Linked DNA regions of Rattus norvegicus: region 1 is linked to region 2. The links are chromatin contacts, called in public Hi-C maps. All regions are on one chromosome and are shown on one strand. Each heading gives the region's core, a stretch centred on a gene start, on an enhancer-like site or on the middle of the called end of the contact. The rest is flanking DNA. Distances are from core to core; before and after follow the strand shown. Region 1 overlaps Scfd2 (sec1 family domain containing 2). Region 2 overlaps Scfd2 (sec1 family domain containing 2).

What was found. Hi-C and Micro-C count contacts between places; a contact is called where the count stands out from the background.
Region 1: a contact with region 2 is called in a Hi-C map of Schwann cells, with 10 times the contacts expected there. The contact joins two enhancer-like sites. A contact is called at or near these places in 9 of 12 Hi-C or Micro-C datasets (the A7r5 cell line, the Rat2 cell line, Schwann cells and 6 more) and 1 of 1 datasets of contacts at active chromatin or transcription factors (oligodendrocytes).

The regions. Positions count from the first base shown.
Region 1 is chr14:34,237,081-34,243,563 of GRCr8, forward strand. All of the region lies in intron 5 of Scfd2 (sec1 family domain containing 2), which reads left to right. Among named protein-coding and RNA genes, the nearest start is that of Rasl11b, 130 kb to the right of the region's middle. Within about 2 kb of position 2,686, at least 7 of the 93 cell types and tissues checked have an H3K27ac peak or open chromatin away from gene starts, as enhancers often do. A contact at or near this core is called in Schwann cells, where this site is marked.
Region 2 is chr14:34,114,874-34,120,825 of GRCr8, forward strand. All of the region lies in intron 4 of Scfd2 (sec1 family domain containing 2), which reads left to right. Among named protein-coding and RNA genes, the nearest start is that of Scfd2, 80 kb to the left of the region's middle. Within about 2 kb of position 1,473, at least 27 of the 93 cell types and tissues checked have an H3K27ac peak or open chromatin away from gene starts, as enhancers often do. A contact at or near this core is called in Schwann cells, where this site is marked.

The sequences.
Region 1 (6,483 bases), core at 1,436-3,935, 120 kb after region 2:
AAACACAATGGTTAAAAGTGGCTTCTCTTTCAAATAAAATATTAGGAATAGGAAGTTAAAGTTTGAGAGACTTAGATATTTTGTAAGGAAAAATGAAAACAATTTAATTTTTTTGTTGAAAACTGACAGGATATTTGAAACTATTCAATATCGTTTAAATTTGACCTCAGACATTAGTTGCTGAAATTCACCAATTAAATGACTTTTAAGTTAGTGCTCATCCTAAAATGGATTTCTGCTTTATTGAAATTCTCATATTATTTGTACATCGTCATCATCATCTAAGGCTGTGGTTCTCGACCTTTCTACTGCTGTGACCTTTTAATACAGTTCCTCATGTTATGGTGACCCCAACTATAAAATTATCTTCATTGCTACTTTATAACTAATTTTCCTACTGTTTCTTTTTTTTTTTTCAGAGCTGGGGACCGAACCCATGGCCTTGCACTTGCTAGGCAAGCACTCTACCACTGAGCTAAATCCCCAACCCCTAATTTTCCTACTGTTATGAATTGTAATGTATCTGTGGTTACTTCCCTCCCTTGACAACCCCTGTAAAAAGGTTGTTCAACCCCTAGATGGGTCATGACCCACAGATTGAGAGCCACTGATCTAAGCACTATATATAGGACTTTTAAAAAACCTCTATCATAGGACTGTAGATATGGCTTGGTTCTTAAGATCATACTTCTGATTTTGGTTTCCAGTACCTGTGGCAGAAACTGCAGCTCCTGGGTAACGCCTCTGGCTTCCAGTAATACCTGTATACATTTGTACATGGCTGTACATAAGCACACATATATACATAGTTTTAATTATTTATTTTTATGTGTATAATTCTTTTACCTGTATGTTTCTCTGTTCAACACTTGTATAGTTATTGCCTGTAGCAGCCAGAAAAGGGTGTCAACTACTCTAGGACTAGAATCACAGACAATTGTGAGCTACCATGTGGGTTCTAGGACTTAAACCCATGATCTCTGGGAAAGCAGCCAGTGTTCTTAAGTGCTAAGCCATTTCTCGTATGTGTGTGTGTGTGTGTGTGTGTGTGTGTGTGTGTATGTAAAATTTTTATTTTATTTTTATTAAAATATAATTTATATAATTTATATTATATAGAAATTACATTATTTCCCCTCTTCCCTCTTCTCCTGTGTTTCCCACCTACTTACTCAACCTCAAATTCATAGCTTCATTTTCTTTAACTGTTATTGTTACATATATGTGTGTACATACATAATGTAGTATATATGTACATAATATATAAGTAAAACTGGCTGGGATCCATGGTCTCCCAGGGGGCTCAGGAGGAGGAGAACTGTAGCACCCTGTGGAACAGCTACCTGGTTTCTAGAGATCTGGAGGCATCTCCCGGAGAGCCTTGTTTCAGGCCAGGAGCTATAGGAATTTATCAAAAGACATGCACATTGCTCTTGGGGCTTTGCTTTGTTTCTGTTTTCTCTTTTTCCCATGCTAGGATTTGAGTTCGGGTCTTTAAACACACCAACAAGCACATTACTACCTCAGCCTGTAAAGCATATTGGAGTCAGCAGATTTAGTAGCTTGTAGATGGGGAATTACAAAGACAGTCTAAGAAACACACTACATACAGCCAGTCCCACAAATGGTCCAGAAATGACATCAAGAAACCCTGATCACAAAGATACAAATCTCTTAAGGGGTTGACCCCAAGTTCCTGACTGAGGAACATGCGCTTTGCCAGGAAGTACAAGGAAAGGCCTGAAGAAGATCCAGGCCAACAATGCCAAGGCCGTGAGTGCACGAGCAGAGGCCATCAAGGCCCTTATGAAGCCTCAGGCCATCAAGCCTAAGATGCCAAAGGGCTCCAGCTACAAACTCAGCCATCTGGCTTTCATTGCTTACCCCAAGCTTGGGAAGCCTATTCGAAGCCACATGGCCAAGGCTCAAAGCTCTGCCAACCAAAGCCCAAGGTTCAAACCAAGGCAGAGGCCACAGCTCCAGCTAAGGCCCAGGCTTCAGCTCCAGCTCAGGCTCCCAAGGGTGCCCAGGCCCCTGGGAAGGCCCCATAGAACAGGCTCCTGCTAGTGTGAAGACAGACGGACTGCTGTGACACACCTACCTACACACTATGTGCAGATGGCCAGTGTCCTATGCTGTTTTTACAAATAAACTTGAGACAAGGGAAAAGAAAAAGACAGAGCAGTACTGACAGTTCCCTAAGCTTGCCCTGTGTCTGAAAACATTTATAAAACGTGGCTGAGCAAGGCTTAGAGTAGCTTGCCTGTTGCCTAAAACAGGGACCTATTAAGTCACCAGATGTGTATAAACTGGCTTCCACAACCACACTAGACCTTAGGACTTTCAGGGATCACAGTCTGATTTCAAAGAGGGTATCATCCAATTAATGTGAATTAGCACTAACAAGCAGGGCACTGTTGCAGATACATGAAAGGCCTTTACAGTAAAGAAACGTCATGGAGTGACATGCTAATTTAGTGTGTGGGCACCGGAAGAGCCATTACCTATTCAAAACAGAGCTGTAAAAGAATGAGGCAGGAGGAGCTGCTGGCTAATGGTTTTAGTGTGGGAGGAGAAGGCTGCACTGCAGTTCTTGGCTCTGAGGTGGGGTCAGCAAGATCAGTAGCCCAGCACTGACCTCTGTGTTTGGAGCCTCTCTGTTGACTCACCAGACTTTTATAGTTTCATGAGCCAAATAACAAAAATGCAGCAGAGCTCTCTGTGCCTGAACCTTTAGTCTCTGAGCAGCTTGTTCCTCAGAGCAGTAATGGGGATTGCTTGGGATGCCAAGGGAAGTCCTACCATATCCATCTAAATTAAATTAGAACGATGACCAGAAAACCACCAGGAAGATGGGGCTGTGCCTCGGGGCACCTCTGCATGCTGTACATCTCTCAGACTGGCCTCTTGGTAAGAACTCTGTGCCTGATAGGAAGAGGGTCTTAGTGACACGGGTACAGTCACATTTAGCAGCAGCGAGGTCTTGCAGCCTCTTTGAATCCAAATGGGATTGTGAGTCCTGGCCTTCTCCTGATCCTGTGACTCGTCCATTTATACTTAAACCGACATAACTGTTCCATGTTAAGAAGTACCTGTTTATGGTAGAAATCATGCAGATAAAACTTTTAATCAACTTCAGCTATTTAATCCCATCACCCAAAGAGAGTCACCATAAATAGATATATAATAAATACATATATACAAATAAACACATGGGTTCAGATACAAATTAACCTTTATGTCAGAATTTGTTTATAAGAATTTATTTTAGCATATAAGTTATATTCTAAGACTTACTATTATTTATTTAGGCACTTTTCTATTTTTGTATATTTGTTTCCAAATTTTGAACATCCTTGTTATAAATCTTTGTTCTTATCTTTGATTACTTCCTTAGGATAAAGTCCTAGAACTGGAATCACTAGGTCACAGGTTATCATCACTCCTCAGTCTCCTGATAACTTTGGGTCACCTGCACCCCCAGGAGATTTGCCGAGGTTCATTCCCATCAACCGTGTGGAAGGAGGACCTGCCTCACTGCAGTCATCCTAGCCTGGGGCAGTGCTCATCGCTTACCAAACAGAAAGAGGATGTGCCATGGCCTCTAATGCTCTACGTTCTGCCCTGCTTAATACTGTTCACTTCAAATACATTTATAACAAAGATTAGTGTGGCTCTCCTCACATAGAGACTAATAAGAGAAGACATGGCCACTTAAGACGTGACCCACAGGAGCACATTCTGACATTGTTCCTCATAAACAAGATTCTCTGCTGTGAGTTTTGCTAAACGTGTGTGTCCTTAGCATCCTTTAGGAGGTTGTGTTTAGTCTCCAGGGTCGGAATGCTGGTTCTCTTTCCCATAATTGTCCAACAGTAAATGGAACCCCAAGCATGAAAACGGCCCTTCATGGGCCCACTGGAGTTGTCCTGCTAACAGAAAACTGATTGACTGAATCTAAATCACCATGACTTATGTGAGTCTGCCCACTCAGGATGAATAGGGAGAAATCACCAGAAGGAAATTGGCCTCTGAAGTGTGAGAGCATTGGATTATTGCCGTCAGGGGCAATGCCTGTCAGAAATACAGCATCTCTGCCTGGGTTTGGGCTGCTCTTCGGTTTCTACCTACCTTTCTCTGGCCATATGTGCCTCTGCCTTCACTTCCCAATTGAGCCATCCACAGCTGGCAAGGGTATATAGACCACTTATATTTATAATGCTTAATTTGTTCCTTAATGATACCAAATTTTCACCAACTTTTCCTTAAGTGGTTAACAACAGAGAAATGACTCAGAACATTGAATAGATGTGTACCTACACCTGTCAAAGACCCCAGGGTTGACTGAAGCAGTGCACAGAACCTATGAAGTCCCACCATTGTGGACTTGCAGTATAATGCAGGGTGACAGTGAGTGCATAGGTGGTCTCTCACGGGTTAATAATCGCTTTGGAGAATGGGGGGCATGATGTGAGGAGAGTACAGCGTGGTTTGCAGATGTGTGATTTTATATGGCGTAGCTAAAGAGGGGCTCTTTGAAGAAGATTCTGAACAGACTTGAATGGAGCAAAGTAGGGTGCCTTCGGACGTGGGAAATGACCTACCAGCTGCACGTAATACCAACGCCAAGTCCTGATATTGTGGCTTGCTGGGTCTCTTCTCAGATCTCCGCCAAGAACATCAGAAGAAGCAAGGAGGAATGGGTGGTGAGGAGACAGAAATCAGGACAGGGAGGACCTCCATGACTCCCATGTGGACTTTGTCCCTGTGTGGAAAGAGGCTCACAGGGATTTGAGCAGAGACGTGGCATTATTTGATGTTGATTTGGGTTGGCAGAAGAGTCAGGTTGCTACAGACATGGAGGAGAGGAGTATGTTGGCACAGACTTTGGGAGAAGAGCGGTGAGAAGGCTCCACCCGATGCCATCTGCATGTTGCATAGCAGTGAGCCAGCCAGCCAGCCAGGCAGCTAGAAAGAGGTCAGAGGAAGACTGAGGAGAGGGAGAGTGGGAGCTGACGGGCCCAGAGAAGGCAGGAGGAGTGAGAATCTGTGGTTATGAATGCTAGGGTTACATGAATCAGGGACTAGTGGATGAAGCTTACCAGTGAAATTGTCAAGGGATTAGGCAGCTGCCGCTCCAGCCTTTTCTACCTGTAGCCAGCAGGTACCGGTGAGGTTCTCTGTGTTGGTACAGTACAGTATGGCTCGAAGCGTTTAGTTGTAACAAGAATCCTGAGCTGATAGAGCTACAGAAGGCCTGAGAAACCATCTGACGGCACCCTTCAGTTTATGGGAAGAGTCTGATTCCCACCAGAGAGGCACAGTAGCCTCTCCACTCACACAGTCCCTGGCTGCTCTAAGTCCTGTCTCCTCATTCCTCTCCGTATCCCATGTTTTACCACAAGTAAAACTTATTTTTAACTCCAGAATTGATTTTAAAATAGCTTTTTGTCCCTACCATTGGATATTTTTGAGCCTCATACTTTGATGAAATCCAAATGGCTTCAATTTAAAGGATACAACCATGTTTTATCAAACACTTTTTAAAAGGATGTTATTTAGGGCCCAGGCATAGCATGCATGCTCCCAGAGCTTGGGAGGCAGATGCAGAAGGATGCAGAGTTCAAGGCCAGCTTGGACTACATATTGAGTACTTGTTTAAAACTTTTGTTTGTCTGTCTGTCTGTTTATTGTCTTTGTCCATGTACAAGCCTGCCTGACATTGTCTCCTTCAAGATGAACTGACACAGAAGAGGTCACACCAGCATCATTGGAAGTTAGGGCGAGTTAGGTCACTCCCGCGCACACTTCTATTTAACTTGTTTGTCCTCGTCCTCTCCGCTTTCTGTGTGATTGAAATGTTTTCCACGTGTATTTCTTGTGGGTGTCATATGGTGCATGTGGTACCCTTGCACAACCATTCCCAGCACTTGATGAGTCTTCCCTTATTTTTAGGAAGCTGGAAATAGCCCATTGTGTTATAATTAGCCAGTGGTGCCCACCCAGATATGATTGTTATGCCAAGGACGTTGGCTTCTTCTCTCTTCTTGGGGAGAGCATGTGGGTGGGAGGAAAAGGCTGGGTAATATTTTGAGTGTTTTTTAATGCCGTTAAATACTTAAGAAGCCTTGGGAAATATTTGTGTTTTCAGGTCCTCTAGGAGGCCTTTGAAAAATACTTACACAGCTAATTTGAAACTAAATATTCAAAACCTTGGGGAGCTAAGTCTCTTTCACTTTTATCCTATTAGAGCGAGTCACATGCAGTGCCAGCCTTAAACTGTCTAGTACAAGAAAACGGGAGACCTGCCCATGACTAGTGCATTCAACGTAGTCTGGATCAATGGAAATTTCATTTCCAGAATTCTGCACAAGTATTTAGATGATTTTTTAAAAATTTCATACTATAACAGTTTTGCCCGGTTTTTCTGAATCTTACTAAGCCCTGAAAAGAACACAGTGGCACAGAAAAGATGCACCATTT
Region 2 (5,952 bases), core at 223-2,722:
GAGGAGGGTCTCATAGAAGCACTAAGCACACACTGTGTATGCACGTACACGTACACACACACACACACACGCACACGCCTGGAGAGCATAAAACAAAGAAATGAGCTGCGTAATGAACCACAACGTAACAAAGTACCAAAGCTTAAAATCTATTGCATTTAAATATGATTCTATGGACTTTTGCTGGCTTACGGAATTTCAAAAAATATTTTGTATTCTTACAGTCCCTTTGTACATTTTAAACCATTAATTTGTATGTCTCTAAAGGCATGATTTTAATGTTTTCCAGTGGAATTGTGAAATTGTAAAAGTTTTTTTAAATTTAACATTTCTTAACACAAGTGGAAAAAAAACAAGTTGAAATTGAAGACAAAGATAAAGAATCGCAAAGACTGGGAGTCTTGATTCTATTTTATTTGTTTAAACCTTCTCTGTCTGTCTGTGTATAGTCTGCATGAGTTTATGTTCTACATGCTCGCAGTTGCCTGCAAAGCGCAGAAGAGGGCGCGGCCCCACCCGACACTAGAGGTGCAGGTGGTTTTGAGATGGCTGATGCAGATGCAGAGGGAGGAACTTGGGTCCTCTGTGAGAGCAGTGAGTTCTCTCAACGGCTGAGCCGCCTTTCTAGCTCCTGCTCTTTCTCTCTTTTTAAGTCAAATAATGAATTATTATTTTATTAACCTTGAAATGTACTTGGATCACCACTGTGTATGTAGATAAAATTGCTATGATATATGGACACGTTTTATTTGGGACCCAGGAAAGGCTTAGCCTCTCCTCGCACCCACTCACAGCTCCAAAGCAGTGTAAGCGCCGGGAAGCGAGCGGGAAGCCAGCGTGCAGTGTGGGCGTTAGTTCCCAGCAGGCCAGTGAGAGCCATCCAGGCAGATGGAAAGACAAAGGTTATTTCTGGAAGATATGAAGACATTTTTGTACTTGTAAATATTTTCTTATTCCATATTTTAAATATTATGTAATTAGCATGGGTCGCATTGACTTGTGTTTTATAAACCAACTCTGCATTTCATTTTAGACCAAGATAAAATATTCATTCTTTTTTTTTTAGCCATCTCCCAATGTGATATTATATTTTCAATAAAGAACATCTGGATATTTGCAATTGTAAAAGTCTTCATGCTTTTGAAATATGACATTCAACAAATAGTTCTCCATCAACAACGGCTAAACAGCAATCAGCCTTGTCTCGGATATTTGGGTAGATTTGGTTTTGTTATTAAAAACATTAGTTTTTCTATCATTTAAAACATCTCAATATGGTATGTAGGTGGTGAGAAAGCAGGTTAGGCTACAAGGGAAAACTCTGAAATTTTGTAATAAATTAGGGTAATTAGGCCGGGGTGGTTAAGGCATAATGAAGAATAATGGGCTGTTTTCCTTTGGTCTGGCCTTGATGCTGTCCAAGTGAGAGCAAGGTGGTGCAACACTGCCCCCTACTGTACGACGTTGCCGATCCCTTTGAAAGGAACTTGGGGGCGGCGGGAGTGGGGGATGGAAGAAACCAACAGCTTGGGGACGAGCCTATCTTCTTACATTTGATATTTTAAAAGTATCGTGGAGAGCAGTGTGGGCCCCTCAGCACAAACACTCAAACAATAGTATAACCATGCCTTCTGTGCTGCAGTTTGCTTTCTTAAGCTGGGGCTGCTGCTGAGTTAACAGATGACACGGTTTTTTTCCCCTGATGGATGGTCCTGGAGGTTTGTGAATGTGCTTTTGTTTCAATTAGCGCTTGTCTCAAGGAATGTTGCATCTTTGAAAAAAAGCACACAGGATATCTTTGAGGCTGGATAGAACAGGGCATTTGTCCATTTTCATGGTAGCTTTAGTATTTTTAATAACAGGACCAAACCTTGAGGTAAAATGTATCAATTTAACCAATCATCCTATCTTGGAACTCACCCAGGCTTAACTGTCTATAACCAACTTTGTCTTATTTTCTGTAGTAGAACACAAATTCACGTGCAGGAGCCCTTGGCACCAATACCATTTACACTTTTTATTTTGATGAAAAGTTGAATTCCTTTTTTTTCCCTTAATAATTTTGATGACATGTCCTCTGCAAATGCATACTTTCGGACATTAAAAAACAAATCGAAAGCCACTTATCGTATGAATCATTGTTAAAGTCAGCTGTAATCCACTGTGTAAAATCTCCCTGTAAAGGCACACAGGCTAGGGGCTTAAACCTGGAGCACATTAAATTAGTTCCAGTCTCTGGCAAACTGGCTTTGCCTGCCTTGCTTAGGCAGGCAAACCGGAAACAGGCAGTTTATAACAAGAAGTCTGCCTTAGAAACCATGGGGTCTATTGGAGAAAGATTTATAACCCCCACTTATATAAACATTACAAATGTGGGCTCTGAGTAGGAGGGGAGCCGTTATCGAAATCTCCCGAAGAGCTTTTTCATTGTGAGTGAAATGGACAGCATGCGCTGTTGTTTGAAGAGCAGCCAGCGTGCCCACAGCGGCCCTCTCCGCGGCTCGGCCTGATTAGAATGTAGCATTGTGAAGACTGACCAGACCTCCTACTTCTAATCTGTTTTCACAGTGAGACTCCATTGGCATCAAACCTAGAGCCAAGGAAACTCTGTGCCAAAGGAGAAAATGATCATTTTTGGAGTTAAAGGAAAAGGAATATAATTATATGAAATCTAGGGTAATGGAGTCCACATCAACTTACACCACTGCCTGAGTTTAAATGATTTTTACATACAAACGCTTTCCTAGATATCATGTTGTCTTTGAGATTGTAATAGAACCCAGATGAGGCTTGAAATATTTGGTCCCATAAAATGAGGAAGGCTGAAAGGAGAGATTAGCATTTGAGATTAGAAAGCTATTTATTTGATACTTCACATATGGCGAGCTGAGGTCCAGGAGCTGCACGTCTGTGTTCTTCTCATTTCGCTTTATCTCATTTGGAATGCCTTGAAACTTTCCACATAAATACACTTTCCTTTGCCTAAATATCTCCAACAGGGCCCTAAAAATCAAATTTTCTTTTTTCTTTTGGGCTTGTTAATAGTAGCTACTGTTTTATGGGTCCAATCCAGGTGACGCTGAATCCACTCTCCTTAGGATCTCTCCAGCCTTCCTGGAAGACAGCTAGCACATCTGTTTTTACCATTTTTAGCTCAGTCCAAACATAAGGTTATTTGGAAAGCACCTTTAAAATAGGGGCTGCTATAAGAAGGAACACAGTGAAAGGTTGTGACTGACAAAACATGAAACCAGGACCCACAAGAGTGTGGAGTTGAATGCCATAGACTGCACACCCATAGAAGGGTCCTCCCGTTCTCTTTGTCTACCAGGCCTGTTGTTGACTTTGATGGCAAGAAGCCACTCCTCTGACTTCAGCCGGTGAGCAGAAATGAAAATTCTGGTCAGGTCTAACATCAGAGAGCAGGCGGACTCAAAGGGAGGCTCTGAGCAGTACCACGCCACTAATACTAATGAGAAGTTTACTGGGTATCATCTTTGAAATTTTTATTATAACATTCTTATTGTTTTTGAGAATTTCATACACCTGTGCAGTGTATGTTGGTCGTATTATTGACCTCATATATCCAGCTTATATACACTGTATCAGACGAGGTGTCTTATGCATGTCTTTACGGTGCAGCAACCCCAGTTTTGGAATGATGAAGCTGAGGTTCCGAGTTCAGGTATATGCTCAGCCACTGCGAGTGGCACTGATTACTGGGGCCAGCTCTTCTGGCTCCTGAGCCCAAGCTCCATACCTGCTCAACCACCACACAGTCCATGTTGAGCCTTTCACTTCTAACGCCATCTGGAATCTTCTAAAGCACTACCCGTAAACCCATGAGTGTCTAGCCTGCTCTCATGAGAGCCTTGGACTTTTTCCTCAGCAGCTCTCTCTGCACAGATGAGAGGTTCGGAACACAAGATGAACTCTTGGTCTCTGAGGATGGGAAGCAAGGCTACTTGTGCACCGGTCATTCAGGTAGGGAATTGACCTATAATCTTTGGTCTGGGAGGCTGATACCCAGACTGGAAGACGTAAGAATATGGATGGGTCCTGTCATCCAAAGGTAGTTTATTATCTGTCCCTTCATGTGACTGAAATGCCCTGCGTCTTTTTGATACTTCCTGGTATGTTCCCATACTGCCACTATGGAGTCCTACCATGAAAGGCCTCCAGTTTTGAATATAAACTGAACTTGTACTGAAGGAAACAAATCTTAACTGCTTATTGCTACTAATTTCTTAATTGAGTAAAATTTAGTAATTTGAGAAATTTGACCCATGCCCATTGATATATGTGGGAAAGAAAATCTATGAAGTTACCATGGATTTTATAATGAATAATGGTCTCTAAAGCAAGCAGCAGTGTACCACTGGCAGTAACTTGTATATCTATAAGGTCTGAAGAGGTTGTGATTGACAGGAGTGAGTTCTTCTTTGCTTACATAATCGAGGTAAACACTGAACACAACAACAAAAAATCCCAAAGGCGTAGGGAAACCTGGTGGTGGAAGAACTGAGGAGGAGAGAGGAAGGGAAAGGGAAGCGCTCTCCACACCCGTGACACCAGAGTTGTACTCTGTAGCTGATGAAAGAAGAAACAAAGGTCCAGCTGGGGTCGGTGTTTGAAGTGTGCTATGCGTGTGTTGTGTCTGTCCGGCTGTTGTATTCTTACCTAGTACAGAGGAAAGAAAGATAAAGGCAAAAGAAAGTTGTTTGCCACAGAAGCAGTATGGCATGTTATCAAATGACTTGATAAGGAGCTTCCAAAAGCAGCCAAAACCAATGCCCAGCAGACAGCAGTTTCCTCTGTGAAGTGGGAACCCACTCAAGAAGAAAGGGGTTTGGTGGGGGGTTGGGGAGCGGGCAACACTGTTAATTTTCACTATGAGCTACTCAGTGCTATAGAATGGAGTCTGTAAGAATATTTACTTCAAGCCGGCTCAGTGGAGTTAAAGGACGCTCAGCCTCTCATTCTGTCATCAGGAGTGTCCTGCTCTGCGCTTACTTTACTTCTCTTTTCCGCTTGAGCTGAGAGCCGAGAAACTAAGTCCCACGCAGCACAAAAGTAACTGTTCTTGGTTGTTTAGTCTCTAAAGTTCCCTTCACGGGCAATGTGAGGGTTTCCAGAAAAGACAATCTATATGGCTAATTAAGCCAGTTTTTCTTGATGATTAAATAACCCTGACCATTGACCTATAGACTATTTTGATTAATCTTCAATCCAAGTTAGTGAACTGCATACGTTTAAATGATGGATGTAGGACCACAACACCTCTCTTCTTAGAGCATTTTTTCATTTTGTTTTGCTCCCACGGTGTGCCCTTATCCTATAGGTCTGTTTCTGTATAACAAATATGCACATCAGCCTTGAGTGTCTGGAATTTTAAACTGGTTAAGCACTTGGGGAAACCCTGTGAGTTCTCTTTGGAAGCAGTGGTTGTCCCAGTCCACCACATACGTCTTAACACCAGCATTTCTCTTGGTTTCCTTTGCAGACTGATTTTTGCTCATCTCTTACATTGTCATTCCTAGATACAACTTTTTCTGGTCATGTCTATTTTTTCCAAAAAACCTATTTGGTTGAACGTCTTTGACTTTAAGCTTATTCTTCCTTCTCAGGAAACCCAGTCACTTCCCAGTTCAGCACTGGAACAAGTTTAATGTCATTCATACTCATGGTTTCCTTTAATAACAAGATCACTTTCAACATGTATATTTCTTCAATTCCTGGGTGTGTAATCATAGGCTTACTTCGTTTCATGCTAGAATATTGAATAATCAAACTTTCTCAGTGCATCACCCTTAAATATCCTCATAGATCAGTTGTTTTACAATGTTTTTATGATGTTGGGAATCAGAGCTATAGTCTTACATTTAGCCAGACAGTTTTATCTGGACTATACTCCCAGTTTTTTATAATATTTTAAGGATAGTCACACCCAAA